Linked DNA regions of Mus musculus: region 1 is linked to region 2. The links are chromatin contacts, called in public HiChIP or PLAC-seq maps. All regions are on one chromosome and are shown on one strand. The core of a region is the stretch at or near the end of the contact, and the rest is flanking DNA. Distances in the headings are between cores, read along the strand shown.

Region 1 (3,473 bases), core at 956-3,455, 270 kb before region 2:
CCAGAGGCCATGTTCTTCCATTGCCTCCATTTTGGACAGATGAAACCCCTGCTAGAGAGAAGCTGGTTCTAAGGAGCCTCTATCTGTAACAATAAAAACCAGAGCTTCTCTAACTTGTCCAGGCTATTCTAATGGTTTTCAAACCCGTGCTATTGTCTGTGGTTTGGACATTTAGCTTTTACAGACATCAAACTGAGGCCCATTTAAGTTCTGACTCGCTGACATTCATGTGGAGCATCCCAGGCAGGGGCCAGATGTTCTGACTGCTAGTCCAGTCTCCCTCTGCAACCTTATGTGAGCACCTAACTCCATCCCAGTGCCCTGCCGACACACAGTTCCTTGGCAACTATTCCTTTTCCTTTCTGACCTCAGCTTACTGTCCTGTAGGTACAGTAGAATCCCTTGGGAGAGAATATACCTGTGAAATAGTTCAATAATGAGTCCATCCCTTCTGATGTATGTAGCACACAGCCATTGATACCTCTCAACCATGGGGAGTAACTATAAGCCCAGATGTGGGAAGATCTGACTCAGAAGCTGCCACACAAAACACACAGACCCCAAACTCAGGGTTTGGGCAGATCAACATTATCCATCTGCCAGTCTACCAACAGCATCTAACAGCTCCCCCATCTTTTCTGCAGAGCCCAGAACAGAGGCCTCTCCAGGCCTAAGATCTACCCCAGATAGACAGTTCATCCCCTACAAACCAGTGTCACCTTGACCATTACTCTAGGGCGAGCGACTGATATACTTTCTTTCACCCCATAAGCAAACACAAAGCTTCAGGCAAAGTGTATGGCTAGTAACCAATGAATGGCTAGTAACCAATGGACCTAATGGCCCAGGGTATAAACACCGAGGGCATTGAAGCCTGATGAAGCAGAAGTTGGGGCTGGAGGAACTCAGCAGAGAAGGAGTTTCCAGAAGAGGACATGAATCAATACCAGAGTGGACGAGGCATATACTCACACAAATAACTGGAAGACAGAGGCATCTATTAGGGACAGACTCACCTGGCCTGGCAGGAGAACTTCTAAAGCATCTATAAAACCTCCTTTGTCATCTGCTTCCTGTCTCCACACACAGGTCTCACCATGGACAGAGAAGGATGTTAGACCCTGGGGCCACTCTGGCAGTAGGGAGAGGACATGAGACTGCCGATCTGTTGACCCCACTCTTGTGGGGCTTCCCAGAATGGGAGCAGTAAAGGAGACCTCCATCATCCTACATGTTGGCTATGTAAGGACCATGAGGAAGAGTTCCTTGCATTCTCTGCCCAACAGCAGGAAGAGTTTACCATAACAGAACCTGGGGGTGGGGGGAAGGTGGGGGGTGGGGAGAGGAGAACCCCACCTTACCTGACCCAGTATCCCTGTATGCCCAAGCTCCTCCTCACATGGACAGGACTCAGAGAAAACAGGGATGAGGCGGCTCTGACAGCCTGGTACAGGTCAGCCCGGTATGTGAGGGTGGACAAGAGGCCTTGAGCATTGTGGGAGGAGTCTTTGGCTTACCACTCCAGCTGCCTGGCAGAGGGTCTTCACTTACATAAATATGGTCTCTTCTGAGAGGACCATACAGTACGGAGCATGCATCCAGAGAAAGTTCAAGAAAATGAGTATCAAATTACATAATAATGTCTGAGGTGCACAGACAAAAAAAAAAACACAAGGAACGTTCTCCCAACCGTGGAGACCCACTGGGAAAAAGTCAAGGCAAGATGACCAAAGCCTTGATGGGTCTTTTAAAGTTTTGTTCAGTTGTAATGTTTGCTCTGATTTTAAAACTTTCTCTGTCGCAGATAAAATTGTTCTCTAATTTGGTCATACATTTGGGTTTCATTACTTTCAGAATGTATTCCAGACATCTAAAATTAAACAGATGTCATCAACCCCGCTTAGACCTAACAGACTTGTAACCAAACAGTGACTTCAACCCTGATACAATAGCGACTTGGAACATCGTGTTTCAGTCATTAAACATTTTCAAACTCTGCCCCATTTTTCTCATTTCCTATAATGAGATCTGTCCCTCTCTCTCCTTAAAATACTCCAGTTCTTCAAGGGTCAGTGGGAAGTCAAACCAAAAAGTGAAGCAAATTTAAATATGAAAAGTGCAGGAATTGTATTGCGAAATCCTCATGTCCTAGCCCTCTCTCTCAGAGAGGAAGCCTGGCTGGCGGCAAGCTGCTTCAGTAGTGGGGATCGCAGAAACCCAGCGAGCGAGCCCAGGAAGGGGATTTGCTTCTAAAGCCCGAGCTGCTTTATCGTTCCTTTTCTGACAGGGATAAGATTAGTGAGAATCCTCCAAGCCGGAATGGTGTCCGGGGGACACTTAAGAAGAAAAGGCAGTTATTTCTCTTCTCCATCTTCACCTCTGTGCCTGTCCCAAATGAATTTGTTAAATGGTGTAACCAGGGCAGAGGAAAGAGCCTGTTTGAGATGCCCAGAATTCACAATCAGGGACACCTGACCTCTTAGAGAAAGCTTGGGGAAGGGGCCTGGGTTTGGATTTGCTTACATTTGTGGTCTGGACTGTTTGGCTATACAATGTCTTTATTAAATTGTCTAAGCAAAATGTAAAGAAAAAAGAGGAGGGGAAGACAGAGACACACACAAAAGGGATCGTCACCGACAGCCTCGGACCTCTGACCATTCGAGCAAGCAAACCCTGTCCTCAAGCCCAGCCCCCAGACTTCACTTAGGTAGGTGATCTACATCCGCTGCTCCACCACAATCACAGTGGCGCTCAGACACACCCCTCATGATAAGGACTCTTATAGGTCACTCTAAGCTTCCTGAGACTCCTGGGGAGACAGCTACACTCCCTGCCTTCCTTCTGCACACCCAAGAACTCCCTGTACCCAGCCCTCTCCCAGGGCACCTCTGACCTCAAAACCTGAGAAGCCAGCACCCAGGCCTAAACAGGACCTATCAACTTCAGGATGACCAAGGATCCATGGGAACTGGAAAACTTACTTGGGAAGGCAAAGCCTTCTCTTAAAGGCACCCACCAACTTTGGAATGCACAGAGAGGAACAAACAGGAACGCTCCATTTGGGCTCTGGTTGGACCATTGTCCCAAATGTGAGACTCCATCTAAACAACAACCTGCCTGAAGCGCATCCAGCATTGTGTCTACCTATCCCCCAACTCTGAGCCAGGTCCAGCGCCCTGGGACCTGGTCCTTCCACCTGTTCCATCCCAGATGATTTCTGAGTAATCAGCCCCCAGGAAGCAAGTCTGCACTGAGGAACACCGACTGGCTGGCCAGGTTATCTGCTGAGAGCCCTGTTCTTGGAGTTTCCTTGTGGTGTTTGCCATAGTTGTGGTAGCAGAGAGATAACAGCACCATTTGCCAACAACGCACAGTAGGGAGACGGAGGCCAAGAGAAGTTCGGTGAACCAGGTGTGGATATGCCTTAGAAACAGACACCAAGCTTTAAATAAACTCTTACACTGCAGAGCCAG
Region 2 (3,354 bases), core at 746-3,245:
GGAAGCCTTGTATTTTCAGCCACTCTGAGGAGGAACCAGCTGTGAAGGTTCCTTTATGCCCAGGCTATAGCCTAACCACGTGACCAATACCCTAGTCAGTCTGTGGTATCTTCAGGGTCTGTACGAATGTGTGAAGGAATAGTGCATTTTGCAAGGAGTTCACAATGACTACTAACTCTGGGAAATCTGAGTATTTAGTGAGGAACTATTAATGTATGCACTGAATGTAGAGAAACTAAAAACCTAATATTGTTCTGTTTCTTTTGTCTGCTACAGGCTTTGAACTCCCCAGCCTTCTGCCTCCACCTACGCTGGGGTAAGATCACAGGCCTGTGCCACCACATCTGGTGGCAGCTGCTGAACCCGTCTAGAACCTTCAGACAGCTAGCACAGGCCAAAGGGAGCAGTTTCCCAGCCTTGCTGCTTTCTGGTCAGGAACACCACAGGCCTGTAATAAACACTGATGGAGGGTGCCGAGACTTATTACAACACTCTGACCCCATTCTCTGCTTGTTCCAGTGCCTTCTTTTTGAGAAAGAAGTCTAGAGAGCCAACTATTCCATATATCATCTTTTTTTTTTTTTTTTTTTTTTTTTTGGTTTTTCGAGACAGGGTTTCTCTGTACAGCCCCGGCTGTCCTGGAACTCACTTTGTAGACCAGGCTGGCCTCGAACTCAGAAATCCGACTGCCTCTGCCTCCCAAATGCTGGGATTAAAGGTGTGCACCACCACTGCCCCACTTACATCTTCATTTTAAAGGCTAGTGATTAAATAGATTGAAAATTTCAATTTTTGGCTGTGAGATCTGACAGACACTGGCTTCCATCTCAGGCCCTCATCTATGGCTGCATAATATTGAAAGAGGATTTAGGTCCTGAGTCTCAGTTCCAGGTTGGGCATCCCTAAATGGAAACAGCCCTAGGCAGGCAGGAGGATTGGGGGGAGGGGGGGTCGGTCTGAGCTGTCTCAAAACAAAGGACAATAGCAACAAAAAATGTTTGATGTAAATCAGGCAGTGGTGGAATTTAATCCCAGCACTCGGGAGGCAGAGACAAGCAGATCTCTTGATCTCTGGCCTACAGAGTAATTTCTAGGACAGCCAGGTTCCAGAGAGAAACATTGTCTCAAAAAAATACTAACTAATCAACTAAAAATAAATAAATGAATCCAAAAGAAAAGAAAGAAAGAAATGGTCTTTTAATAGGAGTGGATAAAAGAGCCATGAACTAAGAAGGCCTCTCTCTGCTCCCCACTCTAGCACAGAGTGGCTCCTTTACCCACTTAAAGGGGTCCCCACATAAACACGGGCCCCAGGAATCTGATGTTGGTTTTTGGTGTTTTCTTCAGACAGATCCCAACTAATCTAGAGTGGCCACTTTCAAACAGTGGCCCAGCAAGAGCGAACTCCAGCGTGAACTTTGAAGTCGGAGAGACCTCAGGCTCTGATATTACTACTAAGTGCGAACAGGCAAATAGCTTATTCCCTCCGAGCCTCCTCGTCTCCAGCCTGTGAAATGAAGGTATTAACGGAAGCAGTCTCCCGCGGCGGCTGGAAGGACTGGAGGAGATCTGAGCTCTGGGATTCTAATCAGGACACAACAAAAGTCAGGTGTCTGCGTTTGACGGCTGATCATAAAGTGCGCATCGCAGAGGGTATCGGGCCAGGCCCGCCGAGGGGCCTGGGCAGGCTCGGCCTCCGCCGCCCAGCACCCCCACCGCCACGCACCGTCCCGCACCGCCCGCGGGTGGCAGCGCGTCGCCCCACGCAGCCGCCTTCGCCGGACCCCGATCCGCACTCACCCTCCAGGCCGTGGGCCGGAAGGCCCAGCACCCACAGCAGGACTTGCCACCAGCAGAGGAGTTGCATGGCGCGCGACAGGGAGCCGCGGCGACAGCCACCGCGGTGGAAGAAAATCGGCGCACCGGCAACCGGAGTCGCACCCCCCGCCCCAGGGAGACTACGGGGAGGAGAGCCCAGAGCGCAGGCGTGGCCGCGGGCCGCCATCTTGACTCCTGGCCGACGCTGCAGACGCCATCTTGGAGTCGGGCGGTCGGCCTCTAGCCAGGCCTGTGCGACCTGTACTGGAAGCCGCTTTTGGGGAACAAGTATCAAAGTAGGATTCGAGCAGCCATCAATAGCCATTCCCATGAGAACTCCTCGCTGCTTGCGACACGTACTGAACCTGTGTGCGGAGTTAATACCTTTCATTTCAAGAGACAAAAAGGCCAAGAAACTTGTGCACAATGGAGGAGGGACAGAACCTTGGGAAATCACAGATAGTCTGATGTATTACTTCAGCATGTTGCACTAGCTTGTGTTGCCAGACAGAGGATAGATCCAGTTAAATTTGAACTTCGCGGGCTGGTGAGATGGCTCAGTGGGTAAGAGCACCCGACTGCTCTTCCGAAGGTCCGAAGACTGAAGTTTTAAAAAAAAAAAAAAAATTTGAACTTCGCATAACTGCTGTATGTGTGTATGTAACTGTCTATCCTATAATTTGCTACTTCTGGCAAATTGGTTGGTTGGTTTTAACACTGGGACTCCTAAGATAATGACACTTAGGGGGGCTGGAGAGATGGCTCAGCAGTTAAGAGCAATGACTGCTCTTCAAGAGGTCCTGAATTCAAATCCCAGCAACCACATGGTGGCTCACAACCATCCATAATGAGATCTGATGCCCTCTTCTGGCAGGAGAATTACTGTGGGTTCCAAGCCAGTCTGGGCTACATCATGAATTCCAGAACTGGCCTGGGCTTCAGAATGAGACCTTGTCTCAAAAATGAGAGGTGGGAAAAGGAAGGAGAAAAGAGTGGAGGGGAAGGGAGTTGAAGAGATGAGAGCAGAAAGGGGGAGGGGAGAGGGGAAGATAACTTTGAGATTAAGAGTACATACTGCTCTCGAAGAAGGCCAAGGGTTATGAACCAAAGGTCTTGGCAATCTGAGTCAAGACGCTGTAATACTTAGTAACTTAGTAGCTGGGTACTAGTCCACTGTCACTCAAACTCCAAAGCATGTGCCTCTAACCTGAGTACTTAAGTCCTGTAAGTGTCTGGCATTTAAAGCTCAGAGCCTGAGCCTGGAGGAGTGACTCACTCATTAAGAACACAGGACCAGGGTTTGATCTCCAGCACCCACATGGCAGCTCACAGCCTTCTTCACCTCCAGCTCCTAGGATCCAGTACTGCCTCCATCAGTACCATACTGTGCACACATATATACAAGCAAGCAAAGCACCCAGAAACATAAAATGTAAATAATTTTTATTTAAATAAAAAATTTTAATAAAAGTTTAATTTTTACTACAATCTTGACAAAATGGGAAATTACGGTCATCTGAGGAGGGAACCTCAACT

Evidence for each region. HiChIP or PLAC-seq counts read pairs in DNA pulled down with a chosen protein or histone mark.
Region 1: an H3K27ac HiChIP or PLAC-seq map of embryonic stem cells shows a contact between it and region 2, with 3 times the contacts expected there. The contact joins the enhancer-like site here to the promoter of Txndc15 in region 2. A contact is called at or near these places in 1 of 39 promoter capture datasets (cranial neural crest), 2 of 484 Hi-C or Micro-C datasets (the AtT-20 cell line and embryonic stem cells) and 4 of 115 datasets of contacts at active chromatin or transcription factors (embryonic forebrain, embryonic stem cells, neural tube and 1 more).

The regions. Positions count from the first base shown.
Region 1 is chr13:55,984,288-55,987,760 of GRCm38.p6, reverse strand. No RefSeq gene overlaps it. Among named protein-coding and RNA genes, the nearest start is that of Gm31542, 76 kb to the right of the region's middle. Within about 2 kb of position 2,205, at least 11 of the 459 cell types and tissues checked have an H3K27ac peak or open chromatin away from gene starts, as enhancers often do.
Region 2 is chr13:55,713,291-55,716,644 of GRCm38.p6, reverse strand. Txndc15 (thioredoxin domain containing 15) reads right to left here and starts at 1,995. Exons shown (of 5, transcript NM_175150.3): 1 at 1,801-1,995. The coding sequence starts at 1,867.